Regions from separate parts of the Gossypium raimondii genome. Here region 2 is linked to region 1. The links are chromatin contacts, called in public Hi-C maps. All regions are on one chromosome and are shown on one strand. The core of a region is the stretch at or near the end of the contact, and the rest is flanking DNA. Distances in the headings are between cores, read along the strand shown. Region 1 holds the start of LOC105777695 (hypothetical protein). Region 2 holds the start of LOC105777563 (probable pectate lyase 1).

Region 1 (5,568 bases), core at 811-3,310:
TCGGCAATGTGGTGGATAGTTATCAAGCATTACATCAAATCCAAGAAATTGGGCTTCTAACATCTTCATTGTCAAAACAGTTCCCCTGTAAATTTTCATCAATTACATGTTCAATTATCACTTGAGGAAAAATATCAACTATAATATCCAAAGAAAAGGAAAACATCAAAAGAAAAGCATGAAGTGCAGAAATTGATATTCATCTTACTGCCATAGCCGATTCCTCCAATAGCGTTAGGTTTCTCAGAAGGAAAAAAAAGAAGAGGAGATAAATTGAATAAGAAATTCAATTAAAATAATGGATGAATGGTTAAAGTTACCTATAAAAGAAATATCTAAGGTTTCAGGATTGAGTGGAGGTTTGGGTAGGTGGGGATGATGGTGGTGATGGTGTGAGTGAAGCTTTTAGAAAAGTGAGGTGTTAAATGGTGGAGTTCAAAATTGAAAGGGAAATACAATTTTTTTTTACTCTAACAGCAACTACAAGGAAAGAGAAGAAGGGAGAAGAATAAATAAGATGGAAACAAAATGAAAAAAAATGATGCCATTTATGACGTCACATAGGCTTACTTCGTTAATCGGCGCTTGACTGATGGTCAACTCATGTTTACTGTTAGAATTTGGGTTGATTTTTGAAAAAAATATAATGTTGAAGGTGTCAATAAAAAAAAGGTCAAAGGCACAAAACCAAAAGCCCCCAAACATTGAGGGGGTTTTTTTTATTATAATTATGCCTTTAGATTTCAAGTTCTTATTAACCAGCTGAAATGGAGAACCTTCAAGTAGAAGCGATCATACGTATTTACTCAATTTCTTTGAGTAAATTGTTGAAACCTCGTTTTGCAATGTAACGGTCCCTCTAATTTTTTTGGTTGTTTAGAAGGGTTAATAAGGCTTGTTTGTTATCTAAGATTTTCTATTGGTGTATTGTCCATGTTCTCTTAAAGGTTTGCTATCCTGTGTTTCTAGGATCTTTTGTGTCTCTTCTAATGAAATGAAATCTACTTCTAATTTGTTAAAAAAAAAAAAGAATTACATCGATTGAGGGTGGGTTTGGATGGGAGACGAGATGCGATGTGTTTTGCTTACTTTTAGTCTCGCTACAGTATCGCTACAGTATCGCTACAATATCTAATCTCACCGCAATCATTGTTTTTACACTAATCACAGGTAAACGCACCGTCCATCCAAACTCAGCTTGAAACAAAATTAAACGTGATATATGTCAAATAGTAAGTGTGCATTCAAATTTTTAGCTCACATTAATTCGAAGTTAGATTTGGACCACCTTTATCTCCTATTTCTTATAAAAAAACTTAAATATTTTATCATAATAAATAAAAAATGATATTTATAGGTATTATAGATTACAATGCTCAAATTTTCTTTTATATATTTAGTGTAAGTTATAGATTTAGTTCTTATATTTAGATTTGGTCATTTTAAGTTACCTATTTTTCTTTTTATAAATTTTAAAAATTAGTTTTACTCAAATGCTATCCATTAAATTCGTTAAGTTAAATTATGTTATTTTTAAAATCTTATGCAAGATAAATATATTATCACATGTGAAATGCCATGTGAGCTTGTTATTTTCACATAATACTCACAAAAAAAAGTCACAACATTTTAGTTAATGAATTTAATGACTACTATTTGAGTCAGATTGAATTTTAAATTTCATTGAATTTTAAATTTTGAAATGTATAAAGACTAAAATGATCAAATTGAATAACAAAGACTAAATCTCCTACTTACATAAAGTATAGCGACTAATAGAAAGTTTTGACTAAACAAATTGAACTATTACTAGTTGGATTAAAATTGAAATTCTAAAATTCAAAAACACATGGACTAAAATTGATCAAATTAAAGTATAGAGACTAAATCTATAAATTAGGCATAGTATATGGACTAATAGAAGATTCTGAATGTATTAGAGCTGAAATCATGGTCTTTGAGGTGGGCCTATTCTAATACATAAAGTAGGCCCATTATCTTTAACAAATCCAATAATTGAAGGTTTTTTTTTTTTTATATAACGCTGAAAAAAAACTAGATCCGACTCGACCTGATATCCAAATTGCCGACCCTAAAAATTTGAAAGGCACAAAAACAAAAGCAAATTGTGAAGGAAAAGATGAAGCGAAGCGACTCCCAGTCCCAGAAGAGTTGATGGCAATGACATTGCCTTCTTAGAGTTTTGAAGGATTCAACTTCTTCTGGAATTCGTGTCGCTTTTCTCGGTTCCATTTTATCACCAAATTTTGAAAAACATTATCTGGTAATGATTTTTAATATATATTTTAATTTTGAATGCCAAAATCCTTTCTGTTTATTTATTTATTTAAAATTTATCCTTTTCTGATGTACTATTTTATTTTATTTATTTAATTTGTGAAAATTTGAAAAATTCAGTCTCGATGCTGTAATGTGTGTGTGTGTGTGTGTGCTTCTAAGATTTTTGTATAATTATTTTATTTGCGTATGTATGCTTTTGTAATTTCTGGCAGTGCACAGGAATTAATATTTATTGTTCTAAGAATTAGAATTTGGTGGAGATTTATCCAACATTTGAATTTTATTTAGTGTTTATTTTTTGTTTATAATCAAGCCACTACTTTTTATATCGCCTGGATACAGTAATTGAGAAAACTTTGTTGGCTAGGATTAATTATATGAAGCATAGTTATAATAATTTTGTTAATTTCGTTGCGCCAGAGCAGTGACTGGTCTGGTAACGAATCTCTTCCTAACAAGTTTTATATGTTTGTTGGCTTCTTTTCTTTCTCGTTCATATTCATGGCATTGCTTTTTGGTTCCATCCTTGTTTGGTATGTGAATGTTTAGTTTGTTCAAAATTATGCTAAATAGGACTCAGTTTATGTTATTTGAAGTTATAAAATTGAACGAGTTTTGCTTCTGTAAGTAAATTCTATGGCAAGCATTTAGTCTTGCTTTTCGTATCTCTATCCCTTTCTATAATCCCTTTGGACTATATAACATTTTAAAGAAGTCTAAAGAGCAATGTAGGAATGTAATGTGTTAATTTGTTTCTCAGGTTGGTTACATTAATTATAAATTATATCATGAAAAGGTGACTTTTTCTGTAATGACATTTTAGTTTGGACTATAATGTTGTAAACTGCCTTGGACTGGAGAATTTTTATAAGCAAATTGATATTTTTGTGATTAAAGCTTCATATGAAGTCAGGACCTGACCTTGTGTGTTTCAGTAGATGCAGCAAATGGAGGAAGTGGACATTGATTCAGTATTGGACATGCCCAACACTGTCGATAAGCTATCTGTACAGCAAATGAACAGATGGGATTATGTTGAACAAGAAAGTAAAATTTCAGTGCTTAGTCATTTGAGAGGTTCTAATACTGCAGGCAAAGAATCTTTGGATACGCTAAGGAGAAGAGGTAGGTTGGTTGTTGAAAAAGGACACAACCGAAAACATTATATACACCCACGAAAACTTTCAGGTAGTGTTGATGAAATTGAACATAGGAAAAACACCATTATCTTATCCCCCCTAGAGAATTCTCAAGCAAATGCTCCTTTATTTGGGAAAACTGCAGTGGAGAGAAGCAGGAATTCCATTACAGAGCACATGGATAAAGGAAAAGCTCCTTGCTCTAAGTTGCCTTTTAAGTCATCTGTATTCCAAGAAAATCATGCTGTTATAGATTTAACTGAAAAGAAAATGTACAATCAAATACCTGAAAGGCCATTTCCACAAGGTGGATCAACAAATCACTTAGCTGAAGGAAGAAAAGAATGTCAGCTACCAAGAATTGGTGGTTCTTTCTTTCATAACTCTGCAGACAGTTCTGCAAAATCCAGAAATAACTGCAAAGGAAAGGAGAAAATAGATGGCATAGAATTTAAAAGTGTAGGGTTGGTTATGGATCGTGGAAAAGGGGTGGATCCTTCCCATGGGTCCCCACGTAGAATGGAAAAACAATTGCCTGCATCTCACCGTTCTTTTGTCTCGCCAAGAGCAGTTGGGAGAAAAAAATTGGTTCAAAATGGCTGTATCTCTCCCCAGAATATAGCTATCTGGGACAAGACACTGGAAATTAACAAACAATCCCTAAACAGCTTTAAAGTTGAACAAAATTTTGGGAATGTGGCTAGCTATGGTAAAGGAAAAGGAGTTGTTTATTCTCACACACCTAAGGAGCATGAAACCAATTTCATTAATTTATCTGGGAGGTAACTTTTAATTAATGTTCTTCTCCAACTATTTTTTTTCCTATTGTCAATTGGATGCTTTCTTTTTTATTGTTGATTTATTTCATTTGTTTTGTTAAAATGTTTGCAAAAGAGATGGCCAGGCTGGTACATTTTAGCCAAAAGCTTTTAAACAACATCCAATAAAAGGACAATGTAGCAGGCTTTTAGAATTCAGAACTTTTTTTTATTGATGTCCATAGTATTGGTCAGTTAATTTTTTCAATGCTTAATTCTAAGTAGAAGGTCCTTATGACTAAAATGTGTTGTCTTCTTGCTGCAGTCCTATATATAACAATATGGAAGCTAATGGTTTTGGTGATTCAAATAGAGATGCATGCTTTGAAGAAAAAGGTGGCTGGAGAAGCACACACTACCACTCAGACAATGCAGATCAGGCAGTTGGACATCATTTCAGCAGATTTAATAATATACGATCCCAAGTGAGTCAACAAAATGAAAATATTGTTGTGAAAAGAGATAATGCTAGTGGAGGAAACAATAGGACCACATGTGATGGTCCGGAAAGTCATGATGCAACTGAAAAAGCTGGTGTGATTGTCTCAAAATTCAACCAAAGAAGTGAACCTTCTAGTGCAAAAAACATACTGCCTAAAAGGCAAACAAAACATGTATTGAACTCAAGAAATAGTGGTTTTGGTGATTCAAATAGAGATGCATGCTTTGAAGGAAAAGGTGGCTGGAGAAGCACACATTACTGCTCACATAATGCAGATCAGACAGTTGGACATCATTTTAGCAGATTTAATAATGTACGATGCGAAGTGAGTCAACAAAATGAAAATATAGTTGTGAAAAGAGATAATGCTAGTGGAGAAAAGAACAGGACTGTATGTGATGGTCCAGAAAATCATGATGCAACTAAAACAGCTCCTATGATTGTCTCAAAATTCAACTACATAAGTGAACCTTCTCATGCAAAAAACATGCTGCCTAAAAGGCAAACACAACATGCATTAAACTCAAGAAATAGTGATGAAAGTGCTAGGGTCATTCCTAATGACTCAGACATTGTGTTTCTTGGTTCATCTAGGAAGTCATCTAGTTCAAGGTCATCTAGAATTAATGGGAAACATCTGGATGTTTTGGATCTTTATGAGTCATCTGAAATTAGAGGGGAAAATTCCAATAATATGGAGAATGGAAATGATGAGGACTCCGAGGATAGGTTAAGACAAATTGAAGCAGATGAAATGTTGGCCCGTGAACTGCAAGAACAATTATATCATGAGGTACTTATAGTTGGTGATAGCAAGGTTGATTATGTTATTATTTGACACTTTCTCCCTCCAATAGTGGTGACTTGT
Region 2 (5,568 bases), core at 964-3,463, 250 kb after region 1:
ATGATTTTTTTTACAACTATGATTCAAACTCAAACTATTCCTAAAAAAATGAACACCGACCAATAGACCATAACTTAACGTTATTATTATTTTAGTCTAAACAAACATATAGAATCAACCTTATTATCTCTCATTAAATTAGTGTCTCAGTTCTATTAAGAAAATGATGTCTTTAAGTTAAATGATCTTGATTCACATCAACAAATATTAATATGATTTTTTTAAATATAATGATTATAGAATAGGAAATGTAATATTTTAACATTAATGCGATGTATGGTTATTAGTGTTAGGGTGAGCAAAATCGATTCGATTCAAAAAATTGAATAAAAATTCAAATTTTGAATTAAATAGTTCGAGTTATTTGAGTTAATCAAGTTATTCGGATCAACTTGAATAAAAAATAAGTTTTTGGTTTAACTCGAATATGAATTACACAATTCGAGTTATCCGAAAATTCAAATAAGAAAAGACAAAACTACGTTGTTTTGATAAATGTTTATCTTTTTTAAAGTTGAAAGTCAAAACCATTAAGTTAAAAGGCAAAACCATTATATTGTTTATGTAGTTAAATAATCTTATACTTCATCTACTAGTTAAATAATCGGTCCATGTAAACGCAACATTGAGTATAAATAATAGGATTAGTTAAATTGACTCAACTTGACTCGAATCGAAAAAATTCAAATTGAGTTCGGTTGCTAAAATAAGATTTGTTAACTCGACTAACTCAAAATTTTTTTACTTGATTCGACTCGATTCGATCAAATACTCACCACTAATTAGTGTAATACGATGAGGAAAAGGATTATTTAATGAGTAAAAAGTTTTGTGAAAAATAATACATTTTCAAAATAAATGACAAATTGTTTTATCTACATCATGAGAATGTCTTAAAATTAGACATGGTGAAAAAATAATATGACATAAAATGACGATAAAAAGAATTGTATTTAAAGATTTATAAAAACAAATTATTAAAAGCATCTAAAACTCAAATTTCTTTTAGAATCATATCTACTAGTGGGTGTCTAAATATGTTACTTAAAATGATATGTAAGAGCCATGTGAAGAGAGAGAAAATAGAATATCATTTTCGTATCCTTTTAGTTGAATCTTGTTTGGAGTCAAAATCCCCTCACTTCCTCAAGGCCGTGATTGGCGCACACGTAACTTTACTACCACCAAAATTCCAATTTATTTCTTTTTTTTTTTAAATAATAAATTCTTCTTAATCCCTCTACTCTCATAACATTTCCTTAACTTAATCTACTTATCAATTCTGATAGGAACTACCAATCACAATAATATCTGGACTAGAATTTTTAAATCAGAAAAGTAAGAGGGTTGAATTTTTAACTTTTAAGAGTTAATTGCACCAAACTATTACCTTCATTCTAATTTGGTTCCCAAACTTCAAAATGTTCTAATTACCATTATTGAAATAGTTAATTTAATCATTAAATGACATGTAAATTATTATGTGAAATAATTTAAAATGAAAATTTTAAGAAAAGTAAAATGTTATTGCGTAACTTTTACAATTAAAAACTAAAAATAAAGTAAAACCGAACAAAAGAGAGTGAACATTGTTTCGTAGAAGTTTCAAAATCCCAACACCAAGATCTTTACAATATTTATTTTCTTAAAATTTTCATTTTAAGTTATATCACATAAGATCGATTAATGATTTTAATAGTTTGAGGATGTAATTAAAATATTTTAAAGTTTGATGAACAATTTAGAATGAGTCATAGTTTGAGGATGTTTGGAGCAAGTATATTAAATTTTAAAGTATAAGGACTAAATCTAAAATTCTATAAAAGTACAGAGACTAATAGCATACTTTAAGCCAATATTTATTAATGTGGTTAATTAAAAAACACATCATTTAATGCCGCAAATTCAGCAGGAAACTGTGTGACATTCTGCTCCCTTCTCCAACCGTACACCCGTAATATCTGACGTGGCATTATCCAACAGTTAAAATAGTAAAATTAAACTTATTTAACCCTGGTGAAAATAGAGTGCGGGAGAGAGACAGTTAGTGGCGGTTAGGTGACTTAGGTTATTTGGTTAAAGTAAACCTACCCAGAAAATTCCAATGTTTAATATTTTGGGTATATAGTCGGCGTCGTTTTGGTCTTTCTGTTTTGGTGTTCACTTTTTTTTATTTTTTGCTCGTGGCTCTATAAAAGCCGTTTGCTTGGAGCTTGTACTCTGACTCTCCCTGCTTCACCATTTCCTTCTTTCCTCTGTCTCTCTCTCAATTTTTCCTCTGTTTGGATAGAGAGAAAGCTTTTAAGTACCGAAGAAGCGGAGAAAACTGCAATGGCGGCTTCCAAGAAATGGTTTTTAGCTTCTTTAGCTGTTCTGTTTTTGTTTCTTGTTGGAGCAATGGCCACAGTACAGACCAACAACGATTCCAGGTCTTTCTCTTCCTTCAACTCAGTTTTCAAGCTTTCTCAGTTTTATTTTAGTAAAAGAAAGAGACAGAGAGTCTCCATTGTGTGTTTTCTTACGGGTTTTCGAATTTGCCTTGCAAAATTGTTGCCTACATTATGTCATTTTATGGTGAATTAGAATACAAAAACTACACAGAATTGTCATTGTTTAGATCTTGAAAAATAGTCTCATTCTCAGAAAGAAAAAAGAACTCTTCCTTTTTAACGGATCCATTAATATTCCCTCTTCAAAAACTTAACTTAATACGTCGAAAACGAGATTTCAGAGTCCTCTTTTTTTTTTCTTCAAAAAAATGCTAACTGAAAATGGAGCATCACTGCAAAATACTAGAAAATTTCAATTTTCATTTATATTATGTTTATATATTTTTACAGCACTGTGGAGATAGAGAAGCTGCAGAACTCAAAAAACCCAACAATGGCAACTAGGTAATGTAGAGCTTAGAACTAGCCTTCTTTTTATTTATTTATTTATTTTCGTTTTCTTTTTCCAATTCTGATCATCCCAGCCGTTATGTTTATCTCCGTTTAACCATGAAATAACGATCCCATCCGTTGAGATCCAGATCCTTAGATCTCAACCATTTACTCCGTTACTCAATTCAATTCCCGTATATAGAAAAAAAAAGATTGTATAATGAGGATTGAGGAAGGGCATTTTATAAATTCCCGTCGAGGGGTCCACACGGGGTTTCTGTTTCTTACCCCTTGAAAAACACTTTTGTAACGGTTTTGGAGTACTGTTGGTGGACGACACAGTGAATCCCCTTTAAGCAGTGTGTTCCATAGAATGATTAATCACCAACGAGAATAAGAAAATTAAAATGAAATATTGAGAATAAATTTTATTTAATTGGAATTTGGGTTGGTGTGATTGGGATTTCAGGTCAGAAGAGGTTAAGGTCTTGAATGAACATGCTGTGGCTGATCCAGAGGCCGTAGCAGCCGAGGTTGAGACCATCATTGACATGTGAGTCTCTATAAACATTTCTTTTGAATTGCTAAATATGTAAATAGAGAATGTAAAAGTTGAAGCAGAAAGATTCCCTTTTTTTTGCCAAATTTTCATTTATAATTAACCATAAATCAAATGGATTACAATCTTATATGTTGATGTTGTTTGTTTACTCCCGACTCCATCATGGTCAGATCCGTGTCTAACGGGCACGATCCTTTTCAATATTTCTTGCATCACATGACCGTATCATTGTCTTTCCAATCGTACCTCGAAGTACAAATTTTTAATTCAAAGCAATTAAACTCTTTATCAACCTTACTATAATTACAGTTTTATTGCATCGCATGACTAATTCTCTCTTCTTCATGCACAACCAGTCTTTTATTTACCTCATTATTGATTTAAAAGTTGTAATATGAAGGAAGCAGGGTAAATGGTAAGTTGGAGGATTTTTTATTGTCCTTATTCTTGGTGTTTGCTGCACACTGGACCAGCTAAATAAGATAAACAAACAGACTCTTTTGTCTCTTTTCGTTAAAAATGAAAAGAAACAGCATGTCCTAGCCGTTATACCTGGAGTGAATGACCCTAATGTCCTTTCGAAATAACAAAATTCTACATCATGTTTTGTCTGCTTATGCACTATCTTTACAAATTGGGATTAATTTAACTCCCACCGACAATAATTTACAAGCCCATCTAGTGGTAAAATCAAAGATGCTAATAATTTTGGTTACAAGCTGGAATATTTAGACCATATGACAAAAGTCTGCGTAGTAAAATTTAATAAACTGAATGAAAAAAATGGCAGGAATATTCGAAATGTGACGGAAAGGAGGAAGTTGGGGTTCTTCTCGTGCGGAACTGGTAATCCCATTGATGATTGCTGGCGTTGTGACCCCAACTGGCAGAAGAACCGGAAGAGACTTGCTGACTGTGGCATTGGTTTTGGAAGGAATGCAATTGGGGGGCGTGATGGACGCTTCTACGTTGTCACTGACCCTAATGATGATGACCCTGTTAACCCCAAACCTGGGACCTTGCGTCATGCTGTGATCCAGGAACAACCACTTTGGATTGTGTTCAAGAGGGACATGGTTATTAAGTTGAAGCAGGAGTTGCTGGTCAACAGCTTTAAGACCATTGATGGTCGTGGGGTGAATGTCCATATTGCTAATGGGGCATGTATCACAATTCAATACGTTACCAATGTCATTGTTCATGGTCTTCATATTCATGACTGTAAGCCCACTGGCAATGCCATGGTTAGAAGCTCACCCACTCACTTCGGGTGGAGGACAATGGCTGATGGTGATGCAATCTCTATCTTTGGGTCAAGCCACGTTTGGGTTGATCACAATTCTCTTTCTAATTGTGCTGATGGTCTTGTTGATGCTGTCATGGGCTCAACTGCCATTACCATCTCCAACAATCACCTCACCCACCACAATGAGGTAATTTTGATGCATGTATTTCTCTTGTACCTCACTTTTTTATCTGTAGCATCCTTATTAACGCTCAAGCTCAACTGCAGGTGATGTTGCTGGGTCACAGTGACTCTTACACAAGGGACAAGCAGATGCAAGTTACCATTGCCTACAACCATTTCGGAGAGGGACTTATCCAGAGAATGCCAAGGTGTAGGCATGGGTATTTCCATGTGGTAAACAATGACTACACTCACTGGGAAATGTATGCTATTGGGGGAAGTGCAAATCCTACCATAAACAGCCAGGGTAACAGATACGCAGCTCCAAGAAACCCGTTTGCAAAGGAGGTATTGTCTTGTGTCATATTTGCTGAATCTGTTATGTTTACAATCATCGTATCAGATAATATGATTGATTGGTTGGTTGATTGGTTGGTTGGTTGGTTTGAGCAGGTGACCAAGAGAGTGGACACAGCTGAAAGCCACTGGAAGAGCTGGAACTGGAGGTCGGAAGGAGACTTGCTGCTAAATGGTGCATATTTCACTCCATCTGGAGCCGGAGCCTCAGCCAGTTATGCCAGGGCCTCAAGCTTGGGAGCCAAGTCCTCCTCCATGGTTGGATCCATGACTTCCAATGCTGGAGCTCTACCCTGCCGAAGAGGCAGGCAATGCTAGTCTTTCCCATCATTCAAAAAGCACTACCAACCAAATATCCA

The links. Hi-C and Micro-C count contacts between places; a contact is called where the count stands out from the background.
Region 2: a Hi-C map of leaf shows a contact between it and region 1, with 2.1 times the contacts expected there. The contact joins the promoter of LOC105777563 here to the promoter of LOC105777695 in region 1. A contact is called at or near these places in 2 of 2 Hi-C or Micro-C datasets (both in leaf).

The regions. Positions count from the first base shown.
Region 1 is chr10:30,206,276-30,211,843 of ASM2569854v1, forward strand. LOC105777695 (hypothetical protein) reads left to right here and starts at 2,061. Exons shown (of 10, transcript XM_052622290.1): 1 at 2,061-2,284; 2 at 3,240-4,222; 3 at 4,572-5,493. The coding sequence starts at 3,240.
Region 2 is chr10:30,454,343-30,459,910 of ASM2569854v1, forward strand. It overlaps LOC105777563 (probable pectate lyase 1), which reads left to right and starts at 2,214. Exons shown (of 6, transcript XM_012600911.2): 1 at 2,214-2,429; 2 at 2,841-2,894; 3 at 3,352-3,435; 4 at 4,235-4,877; 5 at 4,958-5,200; 6 at 5,306-5,568. The coding sequence starts at 2,332. The coding sequence ends at 5,527.